Linked DNA regions of Mus musculus: all the other regions are linked to region 5. A link is a contact called in public Hi-C, HiChIP or PLAC-seq, Micro-C and promoter capture Hi-C data. All regions are on one chromosome and are shown on one strand. Each heading gives the region's core, a stretch centred on a gene start, on an enhancer-like site or on the middle of the called end of the contact. The rest is flanking DNA. Distances are from core to core; before and after follow the strand shown. Region 1 holds the start of 1190005I06Rik (RIKEN cDNA 1190005I06 gene). Region 2 holds the start of Hsbp1 (heat shock factor binding protein 1). Region 3 holds the start of Cox4i1 (cytochrome c oxidase subunit 4I1). Region 4 holds the start of Mlycd (malonyl-CoA decarboxylase). Region 5 holds the start of Usp10 (ubiquitin specific peptidase 10). Region 6 holds the start of Gins2 (GINS complex subunit 2 (Psf2 homolog)).

Region 1 (2,715 bases), core at 38-2,537, 720 kb before region 5:
TAAACACTTCCGCCCATCCTGGTTCATGCCTGGAGACAGACATGGCAGGCAGGCACAAAGTGCTGGCCCAGGAATGCCCACTTCACACGAGGACCTGGGGGCTCAAGCCAGGGCAGGCCCCATGTTGCCTGGGGAAGGTGGGACATGGGCTATCCTACCCACTTCTGCTGGAATTCTGAAGAATATTTGATCCATCTCCTATCCCTGTGGCCTTAACAAAGCCAGGGTCTGAAATGTCACTGCATTTTTCTTTAGTGATGGTTCATAGTAGGATCGTACCTGTGTATCCACCGCAGGAATTCCACTTTCCTGCCCTGGACTCAGTTTCCCCTTATAGTCATTAGAAACATACACAGCCCGGGGGTACGGAGACCTGAGGCTGGTAGAGTGGCCACACGCTACAGACTTGCGACAAAGAATTGATCTAGGCAGGTGCGTGGGGCATTGAGGAGGGTCCCATGAGAGAACCATTAAGATACAGGGCTGGCCAGCACTCGGGAGGCAGAGGCAGGCAGATTTCTGAGTTCGAAGCCAGCCTGGTCTTCAAAGTGAGTTCCAGGACAGCCAGGGCTATACAGAGAAACTCTGTCTCGAAAAACCAAAAAAAGAAAAGAAAAGAAAAGAAAAAGAGACAGGGCTGGAAGCCACACCTGGGTATTGAAAGGGTGTGGGTGTATGGCTCAGTGGTGGATACTTGCTGGATGTATGGAGGAGGGGTACGGGGAAGCCATGACATCAAAAACATAAAAATAAAGGTGGCTAGGCATTGGCCCCAAGCTTGTAATCCTAGCACTTAGGAGATAGAGGTCAGAGGATCAGGGGTTCAAGGGCAGCCTTGTGTGGGCTACAAGAGGCCCTATCTCAAATAATACAAAAGTAATCATGATATAGGGAGTGGGGAGGCGGCAGCCCGAGGCCTCTGAGTCTTCACCCTCAGGTCCTCTGCCAGCTGTGACAGGCGGGGGCACGTGGCCAGTCAAAATGCCAGAACCCAGCAGCGGGGAAGCCCGGGAGTCACAATGCCACCTGAACCTCCCAACTGCAGCGACGAGCCGGGGGCGTTACCTCTGCGTCTCTGCACAGGAGGCGGAGCCGGGCTCCCCATTTCCTTCCACAGAACCGGGGACAGCCGGCCGATGCCCAAACTTTGCCCGGTGCCGGGAGCGCGGCTGCGGTGGGGGAGGCGGGCAGGGAGGCGCGGCGGCAGGGGTTGTGGCTGAGCCCTGGGCGGGCTGCGGGGCGGAGCGGCCCGGGCGGCGCCGCCCTCCAGGTGCCGGGCGGGGGCCGAGGCAAGCGCGGCTGCAGGCAGAGCAGGCCGGGCCATGACCCCCGCGGCCCACGGCTGCAAGCGCGTCGCCTGGTGTCCCTCACGGCCGCCAGCGTCCGCGCCCAGCGCGCCCCAGGAAGCGGTGAGTGTGCGCGCGCCGTGCGCGCCACGGCGGACGCACCGGGACCTGGGTTTTGGCGACCTGGGATAGGGACCCAGGACGAGGGACCCCAGGATCGTGGAGATCTGGGACCAAGGGGACCCCGAGGTGGGGAATCCGAGACGGTGGAGACCCGGGTTGGGGAACCCGGGAGGGTAGGGAGCATGGGGTGGGGTGGAGACGGGGGAGGGGTGGCCTGTGGAGACCCCAAGGTGGTGGGGACTCCAGAGTGATGGGGGACCCTTTGGACCCTGGCGTCCCACAACTTCCTGCAGACTTCGCTGATCAGCTCGGCCTCCTCTGGCCGCGTGTCTGACATCGGGCGGGGGCGTGTCCCGCGCGTGGCAGCCTCAGGCCCCTCTTTGCACCCGGCTGGGTTGTCAGGTTGCCGAGCAGTCGGGCAAGGTGGGGGCAGGAGGCCTCGGGAGGAACCGCTTCCCTCCACCAAGTGTTTCCAATGTATTATTGATGAGCTGCCTCGCTTAGGGGCGCCCAGTACATCAAAGCAGCTTCGCGACCGCAAAGGGCGACCCGCTCGAAGCAGGCACTTCTCTTGGCAGGGCTGGCCCTGGCAGATCTGGGGAGGGCGCTTATTAAAAAGAGGACCCGCAGCTCCCCTTGGGGACTCTGAGGGCAGGAAGGACTTCTGGCCTTTGCCAAGAGAACGGTGCAGCGCAATGTAGGAGTCGTTCCCGAGAGAGTAGAGAAATGTTAGAACACGCCCTGTTTTACAGACAAGGAAACTGAGTCCCAGACGGCTTCTCCTGTGTGGCAGATTCTGATGTCTCTCTCCAGCCTGAGACACCTCTCTGGTTGTGCTAGCAGCTGAAAGCACCTCTTGCCTATCCAGATCCCTTTCCTAGTCAGGACACAATGTAGCTTGGTCCCCTTCGTGGTCCCCCCTCCCTCAGGTCCGGGTCCTCTGCACAGGAGAAAGGCTGTATATTTATGGAAAGACTTAATCCCTCCACCAGCCCCAAGGCCGTGGAAAGCTGTGTCTAATCTGTCCCTGGAAGGCCTCAGCTGGTGGGCACACACCAGGCCGGAGTGTGCGTCCCCTAGGGAGGTGTAGGTCACTTACAAAGCAACTCGTCCTCCTGGGCTGAGGACGCGGAGATGTGAGTGCTTAGCCAGCAGTTGGCCTGTGCCAGACCTGCTCCTGAGCTGGCTGTCTTCACACTCACACAACCCTCTAACCAAAGTTGCCTCTTGTCCCCATTTTAGAGGCGGGAAACTGAGGCAGGAAGGGTGATAAGTCCAGGTGTTAGCCCTAAGGCAGCAGGAAATG
Region 2 (2,700 bases), core at 59-2,558, 570 kb after region 5:
TTGGGAGTTCACCGGTGGGGAGGAGAGAGGTCTCCTGATAACCGATCAACGACACCCCCCCACCCCGTCGCACTGACGGGCGTTTTACGCTGAGGTAACCCCCCCCCCTCACCTTCAACTCTTCTGGGCAGTAGGAATCTTGTTTTCAGGGTCCAGTTCTTCTACTCCAGCCTGGGTCATGAGGTCAGCGATATTCTTCTCCAGGTCGTCAATCCGACTGCTCATGTCATCTAGTGGCACAGTTAAAGAGCCCGCACGGCAGCATCACCTCACCTCGGCCTCTCCCCCCCAGGCCCCCGCCCACTGGTTTAAACAGCTGCTTCCCCAGTTTCATCTGGCTACAGTGACAGCCTGGCGGTCGGGGTTCGGGGGGACTGGGGTGAGTTTTCTTCCCTACACCTCCAACTCTAGAAGTACTCCCAGACAACGGTTACCATGCAAACCCCTTTACTGGTGTTCTGGAGGGGCACCAACAAGGGCTTGGGGTAGGTCTCGCTGTGTCTCTGGCTCTTGGCACAGTCCTCCACGGGAACACAATATAGCCAAGATCAGGAAAGACACTTCTAAGTGGGGACGGGGAAAAGGCTCGGCCGTTAAGAGCACGCGAGGCTCCTGCAGAGGGCACGAGTGTACTGGGCAGTTCACAACCGCCTGTTACTCCAGCTCCAGGGGATCCAACGCCTCTGGTCTCAGTCACTCCCAGTACCCCCTTATACATATAATTAAAAATAATAAACCCTTTGTAAAAAAAAAGGCAATTTCTAAATGACTAACTGAAATCTGTTTGTAAACCACCCCGCTCACCCCCACAGTTAAGAAACTGCCTCCAAATCAAAAGGATATTCCTTCCGATGATCTGGTCTGACATGATCTGAAACTTGTCTTGCATCTGCTGCAAGAGCGTCTCCACCTAAGAGAAACCAGGACAAGTCAGCCGATCCCAACCTATGCCGAGACCCCCTTCCTGGGACCGGCGTTGGGGAGCCGAGGACGCAGGCATGAAGGGGGGGTGGGGTGGTGGTGGTTCCCGGCTGGAGTGTGAGGCCTTCAGCAAGGGCCTGCCAGCTCGGATCGGTGTCCCTGCGGGTCAGGTCCGGAGGGTCCGGGTCGGGGCCGACCGGAGGGCGAGCCCCGCAGGTGCGCGGGCCGAGGCCGCTGGCCACACCCCACGCCAGGGCCGAGAGCGGCCCCGGGGTGTCCAGGCCCATATGAGGCTGCCGCTTACCACCAAGGTGATGTCCTGCATGGTCTTGGGGTCCGTCTCGGCCATCTCCCCGGTGCCCAGCTTGGCGGCGATGTCTCGGAACCGTCACCTACACTTCGGTTTCTCGGCGCAGACGCCCACAAGCCGACAGTTCTCGCGACTACACGGTCACGGGACCGCGAGGCATTGTGGGTGTTGTAGTTTCTGCCACGCACCGGAAGGTCCTAGGAGGCTTCAGATTGTCCTGCCTGCGGATAAGCTACGCCCCCCAGTTCTTAGCTCCGCCTTCATCTTCCGCCCAGTTCCACCCTGAAGGCTGAACCGAGAGGAAGAGGAGGAGAAAACGCCGGAAATGGACCAAAATTGTGGGGATTAGCGTTGGCTTCTTCCATGGATGTAGTTAGGCACTCAGGCCTTGCAAGGCGAAGCCGGTGACGAGCTTGCTTCAAAGTCTGACACTGTGAGTTCAATCTCTGTGATCCACATGTTGGAAGCAGAAACTCGATTCCCACAAATTGTGTGTGCACTGCTGTGACATGCATGCATACACACATAAACATACACACAAAATAAGAAAGTGTTCTGTTACTACTAAAAAACATTAGGGGGCTGGAGAGATGGCTCAGCGGTTAAGAGCACTCACTGCTCTTCCAGAGGACCCGGGTTCTATTCCCAGCACCCACAGGGTAGCTCACAACTCCAAATCTAGGAGACCCAACAACCTCACACAGACAAAACACAGTGCAGGCAGTGGAGGAGGCTGGGATAGAATATCGTGGTCATTTGAATACAAATGGCCCCATAGGCCCATAGGGACTGGCCCTATTAGGAGGTTTGGCCTTGTTGGAGTAGGTGTGACCTTGTTGGAGGAGGTGTGTCACTAGGAGGCGGACTTTGGGGTTTCAGAAGTTCAAGCCTGGCCAGTGTCCTGCTGTGTGTGGATCCAGATGTAGAACTCTCAGCTCCTCTTCCAGCACCATGTCTGCCTGCACATGCCATGCTTCCTGTCATGATGATAGTGGACTAGTCCTCTGAACTGTAAGCCAGCCCCAGTTAAATATTTTCTTTTATGAGAGTTGTTGTGGGTATGGTGTCTCTTCACAGCAATAGATGTCCTAACTAAGACAGATCCAATTCTTTACATTTATGGACTGGAGTGGGGGTGTCTCTGAGTCTAGCAAACCAGTGAAGGTACGCGGCGTTAGGATATAAGGTCCGATTGTTCCACCCTACCTTGGGGCTGTTATAGGGAGTTGGGCAGCTTAAGGAAGACTCTAGACAGGGCAGGAGGAGTGGCTGATCCCCTCTGCAGAGCCAACACCGGCCAGAGTTCTCCATGTTCCTACGTTACAGTGAATTGTACAGGCACATGGATGGCTACAGGCCAGGAGACAGTTTAGTAAAGGAGAGAAACAGGGAACTCCAGCGTCCACCAGACCCAGGCTGAGGCCCAGCTTCAAAAGGGACCAGGTCTGTGACCTTCCCTAAGTTATTTA
Region 3 (2,700 bases), core at 65-2,564, 760 kb before region 5:
TGGCGGTGCACATCTTTAATCCCAGAACATGGGAGTCAGAGGCAGGTTAAGTCTCTGCGCTCCAAGGCAGCCAGAGCCATGCAGAGAAACCCTGTCATGAAAAACCAAAGGGAGGAGAAAGAAAAGGGCAGGGAAGGGAGTGAAAGTCCTGCTCACCATGTGCTCGAAGGCACACCGAAGTAGAAATGGCTCTCTTGCCAATCAGGCTCAGCGCTCTGGAAGCCAACATTCTGAAAGACAAAAAAAAACCCTTATACCTCTTAACAATGACAGCAAACACCTTTTAGCCAAAGTCTTTTTGCGGCAAAACATTAAGGAAGTAAATGCAACTTATCCCCCGAAATGTTAAATGTTTTTTTTTTTTTTTTTTGGTAATGATTTCATCAACTTTTTAAGGCACGGACTGGCCTGAAAGCTTCCACTATTACCTTCCTCTACCTCGTAAGAGCCGGCATTACAGGCCAGAGGCATGCCCCCAGGATCCGGTTTTTATTACTGATGCGAAGGCACAGGGTGAACTTCCTTACATCAAGCCAAGGGCTGTAATATACATGGCTTTGGCCAATGACTATAAATCCGGCTTCTTAAAAAATTAACTAGAAAGACAAAAATGACTGAAACTGCTAGAACTAGATATATAGATAGATAGATAGATAGATAGATAGATAGCACGGTAGCACACCTCCTGCGACTGAGTTTTATTTTAAAAATTGACTTGTACAGAGACTGCGAAGGGCAAGCGGGAGGAGGCCGCCCAGGCTCAGGCCCTGGCCCGCTTCCCGTTCCTGCGTCCCGCAGGCGACCTGGATGACCCTGTCACCCGCCCCAGCGACCCGAGCCCCACGCCTCACTGTAGCACAACCCCTGAGATTCGATCCCCGAGAAAGAACGTCCGAGCCCGGGAAAAAAAAAATCAACGCCCGGGGCGGCAGAAACCGTAGCGTGACGTCAGGGCTCAGGTCGCTGTCCCTCGGGCCTGGCACAGCGGGAACGCCCGGTGCCCGGCAGGCCGGAGCGGGGACCCGAGACAACAGACCCGCTCGGGGAAGCGGGCGCCCCAAGGTCACCGAGCCGCTCAAGTCCCGGGTCCGGGGGCGTCTCGGAGGCACCGCTCCCGGCCCCGGCGCTCCAGGTCCTCGGGCCCCCGACCGTGCCACCCTCACCCGCCGTCCAAGGCCGTCACCTGCCACCGCTGCCCAGGCGACCGCCGCGACCGCCCTCTACACCCTGGGGTGCTCGCGACCGGAAGAACGGGGCCCGCAACCGGAAGACCAAGACGGAGCCGCGAAGCATCGCGGGAATCAGGGAAGCCCCGCCCCAAGCCCGTCCGTTTCAGAGCGCGGGGCGGGGCGGGGCGGGGCGGCGCGGCTCGGGGCAGGGCGGGGCAGGACGAGGCGGGGCGGGGCGGTAACTGTCGCGAAAGGCCGAGCGGGTAGCAGCTGCTTTCCGGCAGACGTTTTCCGGCCGACCGGCTGAGGCGGGAGGCCGCGGCCGGAGGTGCGAGAGCGTCACGGCGTGCAGCGGAGGGTCGTGGCGGAGGACCGCGGTGCGTGGGTCGCGATGCCCGGCGTGAAGCTGACTACGCAGGCCTACTGCAAGATGGTGCTCCACGGCGCCAAGTACCCGCACTGCGCCGTCAACGGGCTCCTGGTGGCCGAGAGGCAGAGGCCGCGCAAGGAGCATCCTCCCGGAGCGGGCAGCCACACGCTCTTCGTGGACTGCATCCCGCTCTTCCACGGCACGCTGGCTCTGACGCCCATGCTGGAGGTGGCGCTCACCCTGGTAAGCTCGCGGTCGAGGCCGCGGCGCGGGGTTCCGGGCCGGGCGGAGTCGGGCGCCCTTCGCGGGACGCTGCGGCTGCTCCCGGGGAGCTCTCGAGGTTTTGTAAGATGACCGAGAAACTCGAATGTGTGGTGGACGTCCTTAAAACCAGCACTCGAGATGGGGAGGCAAGAGTTCGAGGCCAGCCTGGTCTACATTAGTGAGATCTGGGATAGGTAACGTTTAAAGTTTAAACTTAATGTGTTTGTGAGGCCACAAAGAAAAAAATGCCTATAGCATGTAAATCTCTAGTTTTACAGAGGTTTTTTTGTTTGTTTGTTTGTTTTTGTATTTTGTGGGTCCACTTGCCGATTTTTTTGCCCCAGACTTGCTGTTTTAGCAAGATTATAGGTTATAATACGGACTGCTGTTTCTGCGCTTGTAATCAAACTCGGTTTCTCTGCTTAAGAGACATTTGCAAGACCCGGAATTCTAACTCTGCGGTTTGCCTTTATAAAGCCCTGGACTGATATGGTCAGGCGCTGCTTACTACATCTTGGAAGCGCTCTCAGGTGCAGTCCTGACGCACCTGAGAAACAGATCAGACCCGTAACCACCCAGTCTCCCCACAGCCTCATTTACATCTCAGAATGAGCTCTGAAGTTAAAAATCTGAGCTGGCCTAGGAGGGAATGCTAATCCTGTCTCCCCCTCTCCCACCAAAATGACTGCATTGAATCGGAGACTTGCTTTGAATGTAGCCCCCCATGCTAGCCTGGCACTCCCAGCACTTCCTGCTCTAGATTCCTGAGAACTGGGATTACCGACGCGACTCGCATTCCTTGATTTCTGTTTCTTTTGTTTTCTGGGGGAGAGGGTTAGGGTTTCACTCTTGTGGCCTTGCCGAGTTTGGGACTCTTCTGTAGACCAGGCTGGCGTC
Region 4 (2,803 bases), core at 274-2,773, 520 kb after region 5:
AGCAGTTTACCTAATCTAACTGGTGAGTCTCAAGTCTCAGTGAGAGACCCTGACTCATATTAATCCCTTAACTACACCAAGGGTTAAGCAATCAAAATGAGAAGTCTGTAAACCTGCACATAGCAGTGCAAAGGAGCCTGGATCAGGGGATGTATATCTGAAGTCTTGGACAGCTCATCACCTCAGCGTGTCATGTCCTTCACTCTAAAGGAGATAGGTGTCAACCGAAAGGACAGAATGGAAGTAAAAATGGCCATGCCTGTTTCAAGCAGGTCAGGAAAAAAGCAGATGAGGCTTTGAACACTGGGGACTTCTGAAATGGTGATATCATTGTGTATGAACTCAGGGTCAATGCTCCTCTTTATTGAATATTAATGGCTGGCAGCTATGCTAGACAATCCTTTGGGTCTCAGCTATATACACCTCCGTTATCTGTACGCTACATGATATCGCTGGGTAAGCTGCTGACTAGCACAGGTACTAAAAAGTCAACTTAGGATCACTGCGTCTGGGGCTGGGGGTTTGGAATCAAATCTCTTGTCCAAAGTCAGATTGCAGAAAGAGGACTGGAGGCTTTAGAGACCCAGGCGGTGGTGACCTTGACTTTTGGCCATGTTTGTGCATTTCGTGTAACCTGTTAGGGTGATGGACGTTCGTGGGAGGTGCCCAAACTTTGCCCAAAGCCGTGTTCCATCCTTGTTCAAGAACAGCGCAGTTAAAACTAGAGCTATTTTGGAGTAAGCGCAATGGGTGTCACACCCGACAGTGACCCCCGAGGATAGTGCTACGAACCACGCAGTAAGCACCGTGGTATCTGAGGCCGGCGAGGTGGCTGCAGGGGCATGGGTAAGGGTCTGGGGAGTGGGGAGTGGGAAGTGGGCAGGGCCCCGGGGCGGTGGCGGGGGGCGGCGGCCCCGGGGTCGCGGTGGCCCGGGCGGGGCCTTACCCGGACGTGCGGCCCCTCCACCAGCTTGAGGGCCTGCGCCTCCAGCAGATCGGCCCGCAGCTGCACCAAGAAGCGCACGCCGCCGTCCAGCTTGCTGATGTGATGGAAGAGGCCGCGATACCGCGGCACGAGCGCGTAGCGCAACCGGTCCTCCGCCTGCAGCAGCACGGCCGCCTCGCGCGCCTGCTGGCGCAGCTGCAGCACCCCGGCGCTCTGCTCGGCCACCTGGCCGTGGTCCACGCCGAAGCCCTGAGCCAGGCGGCCGAGCAGCTCGGCGCGCTGGGACGCCTCGGCCAGGCCGCCGTAGAAGCTCACGAAGTCGGCGCACTGGCCCTCGGCGGGCGCCGGCGTCTTCTCGCGCAGCTCGTAGGCCGGCGTCGGGGGCACGGCTCGCCGCAGCAGCTCGTCCATGGCGCTGGCCGCGAGCCCGCCGCACAGCCGACGTCCCCGGGGCCCCGGAGGCCGCGGCGGGGACCGCAGTGGGAGCAGGCGCCGAGCCCTCAAGCCTGGCCCGAGGCCTCGCATGACAGCTCCGCGACAGCTGCTAGCGGGAGACGCCACTGGAGAGCGGGCCTCTGCCTCGCTTCCGGCTCCGGCTTCCGGTTTCTCGCCGGCCCCATTGGCCGAGGCCGGACGGCGGACGGAGACATTGGCCAATCGGGGGGTAGAACGGCGGGGGAGGGGCGAGGTGGCTTTCTCAGGCCGGAGGCCAAGTGCAGCCAAAGGTCCCCGGAACCCGGTAGCCCCGGGGCACCTGACTCGCCCTCTTGGCTTGCATCCTTACACCTGTTCTGAGAGTCACCGCCTCAGTCCCTTTCCCCACTACGCACGCGCTTCTCTTGATCTGAGAGCTTGACATCTCAGCTCTTCCCGGGACCGTGCTATGCACGCAGCCTCCTGTGCTAGGGTTCGGATCTAGCGTAGGTGAGGAGCTGAGAAATTTAAGGTTGCATGCTGGACTAGGTCTCCTAGGAATGGGGATGGCTCATTTGATAAAGTGATTGAGAACTTGAGTTCATATCCAGAACCCATGGGAAAACGCTTGTAGTCCTAGCTCAGGGAGGTGGACAAGAGCCAGCCAGTCCAGATAACAAGGTAAGTCTAGGTCAGCCAGAGACCCTATCTCCAAACCAACCAAACAAAAAGTATGCGGGTAGCGCCATCACTCGAGGTGTCTTCTGGCTTCCAGAACCACACATGTACATACGTGCACCCCCACACGTGTGTACAAGGAAATGTATATGCACATGTACACACCAAGCATGTAATTCTCAGAGTAATTCTCTGACTTGACATTTTGACCCTGTCCCGACCCGCGGACAGTAGAACAGGGTCTCTCCCAACAGACCCTCCCTAGGTACTCTCTGGCTCATGTCAAGAATCCCACCCAGACAGAACTGCTGGAGACCCAGCCCATGCCTCCTGCTGCATCCTAGAGCTTCCGTCTGGTCATGCCGGAAATGGGTATAGGAAGAATCTCTTCCCTACCAGCTTCCTTGCTGGGCCTCATTCATTCATTCATTCATTCATTCTTTCAGTGAAATGATTTTCAATTGTTTGGTGAGTTCCAGGCCCACCCTAGGCTTGCATTTGAAATAGCCCTGCTCATTCTCCTTCAGTTTACCATCTGAGGGAGGGAGTCACATTAAAATAACTGCAAAAAGGAATCAGACTGGTAGAGTAGGCTCTGTATGGATTCAGCTTGATATGATGACAGTCATCTTGGATCCAGACTGTTGTGACTGTCCTAGAGAAACCACAGTTCATTTTTTGGTGCATGGTTTCTCTTCAAACTATCGATAGACCAAATCCCAAGAATGACGTCTGGGACCTTACAACCGGATCCAGGCTCCAACC
Region 5 (2,700 bases), core at 73-2,572:
TGCAACGCACCAGGCTGAGATAGGGAAAAAAAAAAACTTAAGTTAGAGGCGATCGTGGACCAAGAGAAAGATCAAATAAAAAGACGATCGTTCTTCAAAGGTGGCCTCACCAGACCGACCTCACCTGCCTTGTACATACATCCACCTACCATCCTCAAAAAGGCAATTTTACTTCTTAGTTTCCCGAGAGTCGCAGCCCGGAGAAGCGGCACCACGTGCTGACTTCTCACTCGTCCTAAGTGCATCTTAGGAGAGGGGCTGCAGGAGCAGCTCCGGGCACAGAAAACACAGCAGGCAATCCGGCCTGCCGGGCCCCGACCCAGCCCGGGCTCGGACACCGTGCAAAAGGTGTCAGTCTCGGGCAAACCGGAGTATGCCGCCCCGGCGCTTCCCGGTTTTCTTTGCAATAGAATTCCCGAGGCCAGGGGCCAGGTCCCCGGCGGCGCTGGGCCAGAGCGTCGCCCGGGACTCGGCGGCTGCGGGCCGGGCACGCGGAGGCCTTCCCTGCGGCCTCGGGCGTTCTCGGGGCGGCTCGGACACTCTCGGGGCGGCTCGGGCGCTCTCGGGGAGATTCGGGCGGCCTCCGAAGCCGGGGAAGCGCGGCACTGAGGGGCGCGGCGCGGGCCTAGGCCGGCAGCGTGCCGGCGCCTCCCCCACCGCTCGCCCGCCGCGCACCTCGCGATCGTCGCCCCGAGGCCGTCCCGTGGCCCAGACCTCCCAGCCCAGACACGGCCCGCGCTACCTGTGGGTTGTGGAGGGCCATGGCGGCCCGTCTCAATGAGGTTCGGTGCTGCTCCGGCTTCTCACGCCGCGTCTCCCGTCGCCGCCATCTTCTCGCCGCACAGACACACTCGCAGCGGCCGCCGCGCCTGCGCACTGACTGCGCCGCGGGAGAGCCAGGCGGCGTTCTGCGCCTGCGCGCGACAGGTGGGCGTGCGCCCCGGGCCGGCGACCCTTCTGTCCCCAGCGCGCCGAGGGCGGCTGCTCCAGGCGAGGGCGTGAGGATGGAGCTGGCCAGGCACCCTGGGGCTGCAAGGTGGAGTTCCGGAGTGGTTACTGCGCTGGGTCCGCCTGAGCTCCGCCCTGGGATCTCCGCTGGAGATCTCCAAGGATCCCTTACCCTATGGAGCGCGCTCTTCTGACCGTTCGTTCATTCATTCATTCCTTCACTCTTCATTCTCTTCACTAGCTTGTTTTACCTGGCATTGGGGAAAAAAAGATTTTTTTTTTCTTTGTAAAACATAAAAGTAAACGTTGAAGGAGCTAGTGAGATGACTCAGCGGGTAACGGAGCCCTGCCTCCTGTACCCTTGAGGACCAAATGAGTTCCATTCTCTGGATCCACATGACGCCAGGGGAAAACCAACTACAGACTGTCTTCTGACATACAAAGGGGCACACGCAAAATAAACAATTTTAGAAAGAACTCGTTAATCCAGGAATTGTACTCCTGTGAGCTCAGTATATAGACTGCAGAGGTAGGACGATCATCTATGAATTGCAGACCAGTCTACATAGCAAGTTCCAGGTCACACACAGCTACGTAAGGTAGCTCTGTCTCGGGGTGGGGGGTGGATAGTCATGTTGATGACTTAGCACATTCTGCAAAGGGTAGAGACTCAGTAGGTGTTAGTTATTGCACACACGCAAGTGTATACACACGGGAAAGTTCTTGACTCAGCCATATAGGCAATAATAATAATAAAAACAAACAAAAAACCTTACTAAACCTCCTACTCCCAGCTGTAGACCAGGCCGGCCTTGAGTTCTGAGATCTGCCTATCTCTGCTTCCAGCGTGCAGGGATTAGGGATTAAAGGTGTACACCACTGCCGGGCCAGGAAAGAATTTTATGACAAGCCCCTGTGGGGCAAAGTTGGCAAGTTTATTAAGTAGAGGTGAGAGAGGGTACACGGGTAGGACTGAGTTTAGGATCTAGAGACAAGAAGGAAAAGGATAATGTTCAAGTGTGGGCACAGCTGCTCCAGAGAGTTGCCCTCAGGTGTCTTGGTTTTGTTTTTCTTTGCTGTGCTACACATGTAGCAAAAATTGGCTTCAAACTTTCTTTTCTTTTTTTTTTTTTTTTTTTTTTGGTTTTTCAAGACAGGGTTTCTCTGTGTAGCCCTGGCTGTCCTGGAACTCACTTTGTAGACCAGGCTGGCCTAAAACTAAGAAATGCACCTGCCTCTGCCTCCCAAATGCTGGGATTAAAGGTGGGCACCACCATGCGCACTGGCTTCAAACTTACTTTCTCTCTTTCTCTTCCTTCCTTCCTTCCTTCCTTCCTTCCTTCCTTCCTTCCTTCCTTCCTTCCTTTCTTTCTTTCTTTCTTTCTTTCTTTCTTTCTTTCTTTCTTTCTTTCTTTCTTTCTTTCGTTTTTCAAGACAGGGTTTCCCTGTAAAGCCCCAGCTGTCCTGAAACTCACTTGGCAGACTAGGCTGGTCTCGAACTCAGAAATCTGCCTGCCTCTGCCTCCCAAGGGCTGGGATTAAAGGCGTGCGCCCCATGCACATTGGCTTCAAACTTTCTAGCAGCCAAGGATGAACTGAAACTCCTGTATCTCCCGCCCCTACTTCCCTAGTACAGGGCTACGCTTCATACTCCGAACTCTGGCTCCACAAAGCAAACAAAGCAAAGCAAAGCAAAACTCTACGAGTTGGTTCAATGGTTTCTTTCTCCTGAGAATTTTCTTTTGGCCCTCT
Region 6 (2,798 bases), core at 266-2,765, 680 kb before region 5:
CTTCATGGCCTCTGCATCAGCTCCTGCTTCCTGACCTGCTTGAGTTCCAGTCCTGACTTCCTTGGTGATGAACAGCAGCATGGAAGTGTAAGCCGAATAAACCCTTTCCTCCCCAACTTGCTTCTTGGCCATGATGTTTGTGCAGGAATAGAAACCCTGACTAAGACAGGGGGTAACCCCTCTATTAGAGTACGCCCCTATCCTTGCATATCTTTATTTTTGAGATAGGAAATGCTGAGTGACTCAGGCTGTCCCTAGCTGGTGATCCTTCTTGCTTCCACCTATGGAATACTAAGATTACACCTCACCTCAGCGCCCAGTGGTGAGGGTTTCACACTCAGATCCAGCCCCTCTTGTCCTTACCAGTTGTAGGTGACCTATTCCTCCCCAGGAGCTACCCTGGTCTGCTGGCACCCTGCCAGAGTCACCCTGATTATAATGCCTATTAATAGTTCAGCTGTCCTCACAAGACTCCTGATTCAAAATGCCCCTGTGGGGCCATATTAATGCAAGGACTCTAGGGCTGTTGGCTTACCAAGGCACTCTGTACAGAAGGCTTGAGGGCATCAGGCTCCAGGGTATAGCTCAGTGGAAGAGGCTGTGCTTATCATTTTTGAGGACCGGGGTTCCATCTTCACAATTGCAATAACAACAATAATAAAAGAATGATAATACGTGTGCAAACTTGTCCCTGTAGTCTCACCTGAGGTTTGGTTTGCCAAAGTTCTGATTCTGGGCTCTGTCTCGAAGGATCTGCATGGAGCAGATAGGGGAGGCGCATTTTCATTGCTTTTAAACCATCTGTAGAAAGGGCAAAGACTAAAATTAAAGGGAAAACACTTCCTTCGATATGGCGTCTGTGTGGACCAGCCAGCCATGTCCGGGGACCCGGAGCTGACTTTGAGATGAATGCGTTTATTCCTGGATCTGTGTTTCGCGCAGGTGAAAACTCGGCTCCAAACCTTTACCCTCAAAGAGTGGAATCAGGCGAGGGACTCAGCCTGCTGCAGGACGCAAAGGAGCAAGAAGCCATAAGTACACAGCCTCCAGCTCGTGGACAGAAGGGGGCGGGCGCAGGAGGGGCGAGGCCGAACGAAGGAGGGGCGGGAGCAAGAGGCGGGGCTGTACAGACCCGACCCAAACGAGGTAGGTGCGGGGCCGTGAGCGTGGTAGGCGGGCAAGAGGCGGAGTCGAGGCAGACCCGGAGACCAATGAAAAAAAGCGGACGGGCCAGAGGCGGGGCCTAGAGAGGGTAGTGACGTAGTAGGGCGGGGCCGTCAGGGCTGTAACTCGCTGGATCAGGATTCAGGAAGCGTGGAGCCCAAGTACTGGAAAGGGCATCGGTAGGCCTTAGAGGGGCGGGGCCGGCGTACAGCTCCGCCTACAGACCAATCCGCGAGTTTGTACTAGCTGTGACTTGGAGGCTGCGAAGAGAGCAACGTCTCTATAGGGCCGCCGCAGGACGTCTTCCGTTCGAGGGGCGGGCCCCGCGCGGTGGCGGGAAAGAAGTGCCTGAGGCGCTGCCTCTGAGTCGCGGAGGGGCGGTAACGGGCCTGGGCCGCCTACTCTTCAACATGGATGCGGCCGAGGTGGAGTTTTTGGCCGAAAAGGAGTTGGTGACTATCATCCCGAACTTCAGTCTGGACAAGATCTACCTGATCGGGGTGAGCCAGGGCGGTACGGGGCGGCGGCCTGGGATCATGCTCGGGTCACCGCTCCTTTCCACCTGGGGTCTGCGTTGTCCTTGCAGGGGGACCTGGGGCCCTTCAACCCCGGCTTACCCGTGGACGTGCCCCTGTGGCTGGCCATTAACCTGAAACAGAGACAGAAGTGCCGCCTGTTACCTCCGGAATGGATGGATGTGGGTGAGCATTCCCGGGCCCGGGTGGGCGGGCTTGTACGGGGAGGGGGCTGTAGTGATGGCGCACGCCTGTAGTCCCAGCACTCTTTAGAGGCGGTAGAGGCAGGAAGATCTCTGAGTTTGAAGCCAGCTTGGTCCACAGAGGGAGGTGCAGGACAAACAGCCAGGACTACACAGTGAAACCCTGTCTGGGGGTGGGGTGGTGTCCTAGTCAGGGTTTCTATTCCTGCACAAACATCATGACCAACAAGCAAGTTGGGGAGGAAACGGTTTATTTGGCTTACACTTCCATCACCAAGGAAGTCAGGACTGGAACTCAAGCAGGTCAGGAAGCAGGAGCTGATGCAGAGGCCATGGAGGGATGTTCTTGACTGGCTTGCCTCCCCTGGTTTGCTCAGCCTGCTCTCTTATAGAACCCAGGATTATCAGCCCAGAGATGGCACCACCCACAAGGGGCCTTTCCCCCTTGATCACTAATTGAGAAAATGCCTTACAGCTGGATCTCATGGAGGCATGTCCTCAAGGGAGGCTCCTTTCTCTGTGATAACTCCAGCTGTGTCAAGTTGACACAAAACTAGCCAGTACAGGTAGGGATTGGGGAACAGAGATGCAACCTTAAACAAGTTTTGTTTTTGTTTGTCTTTTTTTGTTTCTCTGTGTAGCCCTGGCTGTCCTGGAACTCACTCTGTAGACCAGGCTGGCCTCGAACTCAGAAATCCGCCTGCCTCTGCCTCCCAAGTGCTGGGATTAAAGGCGTGCGCCACCACTGTCTGGTGACTCTGATAGTCTTGAAACTGGGACCCCAGTTTCTGTGCCTTGAGGGGCATCTTTAGCACCCCTGTCCCCCAAAGCCTGAGTCCATTTCCCAGTGTCTGCTGGCCAGGGTTGGGGAGCAGGGGAACAGACTTCTATTGCCTTTGCTACATGGAGAGGAGCA

The links. Promoter capture Hi-C pulls out the DNA fragments that hold promoters and counts their contacts. Hi-C and Micro-C count contacts between places; a contact is called where the count stands out from the background. HiChIP or PLAC-seq counts read pairs in DNA pulled down with a chosen protein or histone mark.
Region 1: a FOXA1 HiChIP or PLAC-seq map of pancreatic cancer cells shows a contact between it and region 5. The contact joins the promoter of 1190005I06Rik here to the promoter of Usp10 in region 5. A contact is called at or near these places in 2 of 39 promoter capture datasets (embryonic stem cells and hippocampal neurons) and 1 of 115 datasets of contacts at active chromatin or transcription factors (pancreatic cancer cells).
Region 2: a Hi-C map of CD8 T cells shows a contact between it and region 5, with 4 times the contacts expected there. The contact joins the promoter of Hsbp1 here to the promoter of Usp10 in region 5. A contact is called at or near these places in 1 of 484 Hi-C or Micro-C datasets (CD8 T cells) and 1 of 115 datasets of contacts at active chromatin or transcription factors (memory CD8 T cells).
Region 3: a contact with region 5 is called in a Micro-C map of embryonic stem cells, with 3 times the contacts expected there. The contact joins the promoter of Cox4i1 here to the promoter of Usp10 in region 5. A contact is called at or near these places in 3 of 39 promoter capture datasets (liver, pre-B cells and stem cell-derived epiblast-like cells), 2 of 484 Hi-C or Micro-C datasets (both in embryonic stem cells) and 1 of 115 datasets of contacts at active chromatin or transcription factors (extraembryonic endoderm stem cells).
Region 4: a Micro-C map of embryonic stem cells shows a contact between it and region 5, with 5 times the contacts expected there. The contact joins the promoter of Mlycd here to the promoter of Usp10 in region 5. A contact is called at or near these places in 2 of 39 promoter capture datasets (hippocampal neurons and pre-B cells) and 1 of 484 Hi-C or Micro-C datasets (embryonic stem cells).
Region 6: a promoter capture Hi-C map of erythroid cells shows a contact between it and region 5, with 4 times the contacts expected there. The contact joins the promoter of Gins2 here to the promoter of Usp10 in region 5. A contact is called at or near these places in 5 of 39 promoter capture datasets (the 3T3-L1 cell line, erythroid cells, hippocampal neurons and 2 more) and 4 of 115 datasets of contacts at active chromatin or transcription factors (embryonic stem cells, extraembryonic endoderm stem cells, microglia and 1 more).

Annotation. Positions count from the first base shown.
Region 1 is chr8:120,632,962-120,635,676 of GRCm38.p6, reverse strand. It overlaps 1190005I06Rik (RIKEN cDNA 1190005I06 gene), which reads left to right and starts at 1,287. Exons shown (of 4, transcript NM_197988.3): 1 at 1,287-1,409. The coding sequence starts at 1,323. All of the region lies in intron 1 of Gm27021 (predicted gene, 27021), which reads left to right.
Region 2 is chr8:119,343,146-119,345,845 of GRCm38.p6, reverse strand. Hsbp1 (heat shock factor binding protein 1) reads right to left here and starts at 1,308. Exons shown (of 4, transcript NM_024219.1): 1 at 1,226-1,308; 2 at 844-910; 3 at 113-233. The coding sequence starts at 1,270. The coding sequence ends at 115.
Region 3 is chr8:120,666,839-120,669,538 of GRCm38.p6, reverse strand. It overlaps Cox4i1 (cytochrome c oxidase subunit 4I1), which reads right to left and starts at 1,314. Exons shown (of 5, transcript NM_009941.3): 1 at 1,184-1,314; 2 at 157-230. The coding sequence starts at 1,293. It overlaps Gm27021 (predicted gene, 27021), which reads left to right and starts at 1,397. Exons shown (of 4, transcript NM_001308449.1): 1 at 1,397-1,782. The coding sequence starts at 1,561. Emc8 (ER membrane protein complex subunit 8) reads left to right here and starts at 1,452. Exons shown (of 5, transcript NM_010926.6): 1 at 1,452-1,782. The coding sequence starts at 1,561.
Region 4 is chr8:119,393,614-119,396,416 of GRCm38.p6, reverse strand. Mlycd (malonyl-CoA decarboxylase) reads right to left here and starts at 1,523. Exons shown (of 5, transcript NM_019966.3): 1 at 947-1,523. The coding sequence starts at 1,471.
Region 5 is chr8:119,908,982-119,911,681 of GRCm38.p6, reverse strand. Usp10 (ubiquitin specific peptidase 10) reads right to left here and starts at 1,322. Exons shown (of 14, transcript NM_009462.2): 1 at 743-1,322. The coding sequence starts at 763.
Region 6 is chr8:120,587,792-120,590,589 of GRCm38.p6, reverse strand. It overlaps Gins2 (GINS complex subunit 2 (Psf2 homolog)), which reads left to right and starts at 1,515. Exons shown (of 5, transcript NM_178856.1): 1 at 1,515-1,664; 2 at 1,751-1,865. The coding sequence starts at 1,575. It overlaps Gm10614 (a long non-coding RNA gene), which reads right to left and starts at 1,413. Exons shown (of 4, transcript XR_003947476.1): 1 at 536-1,413.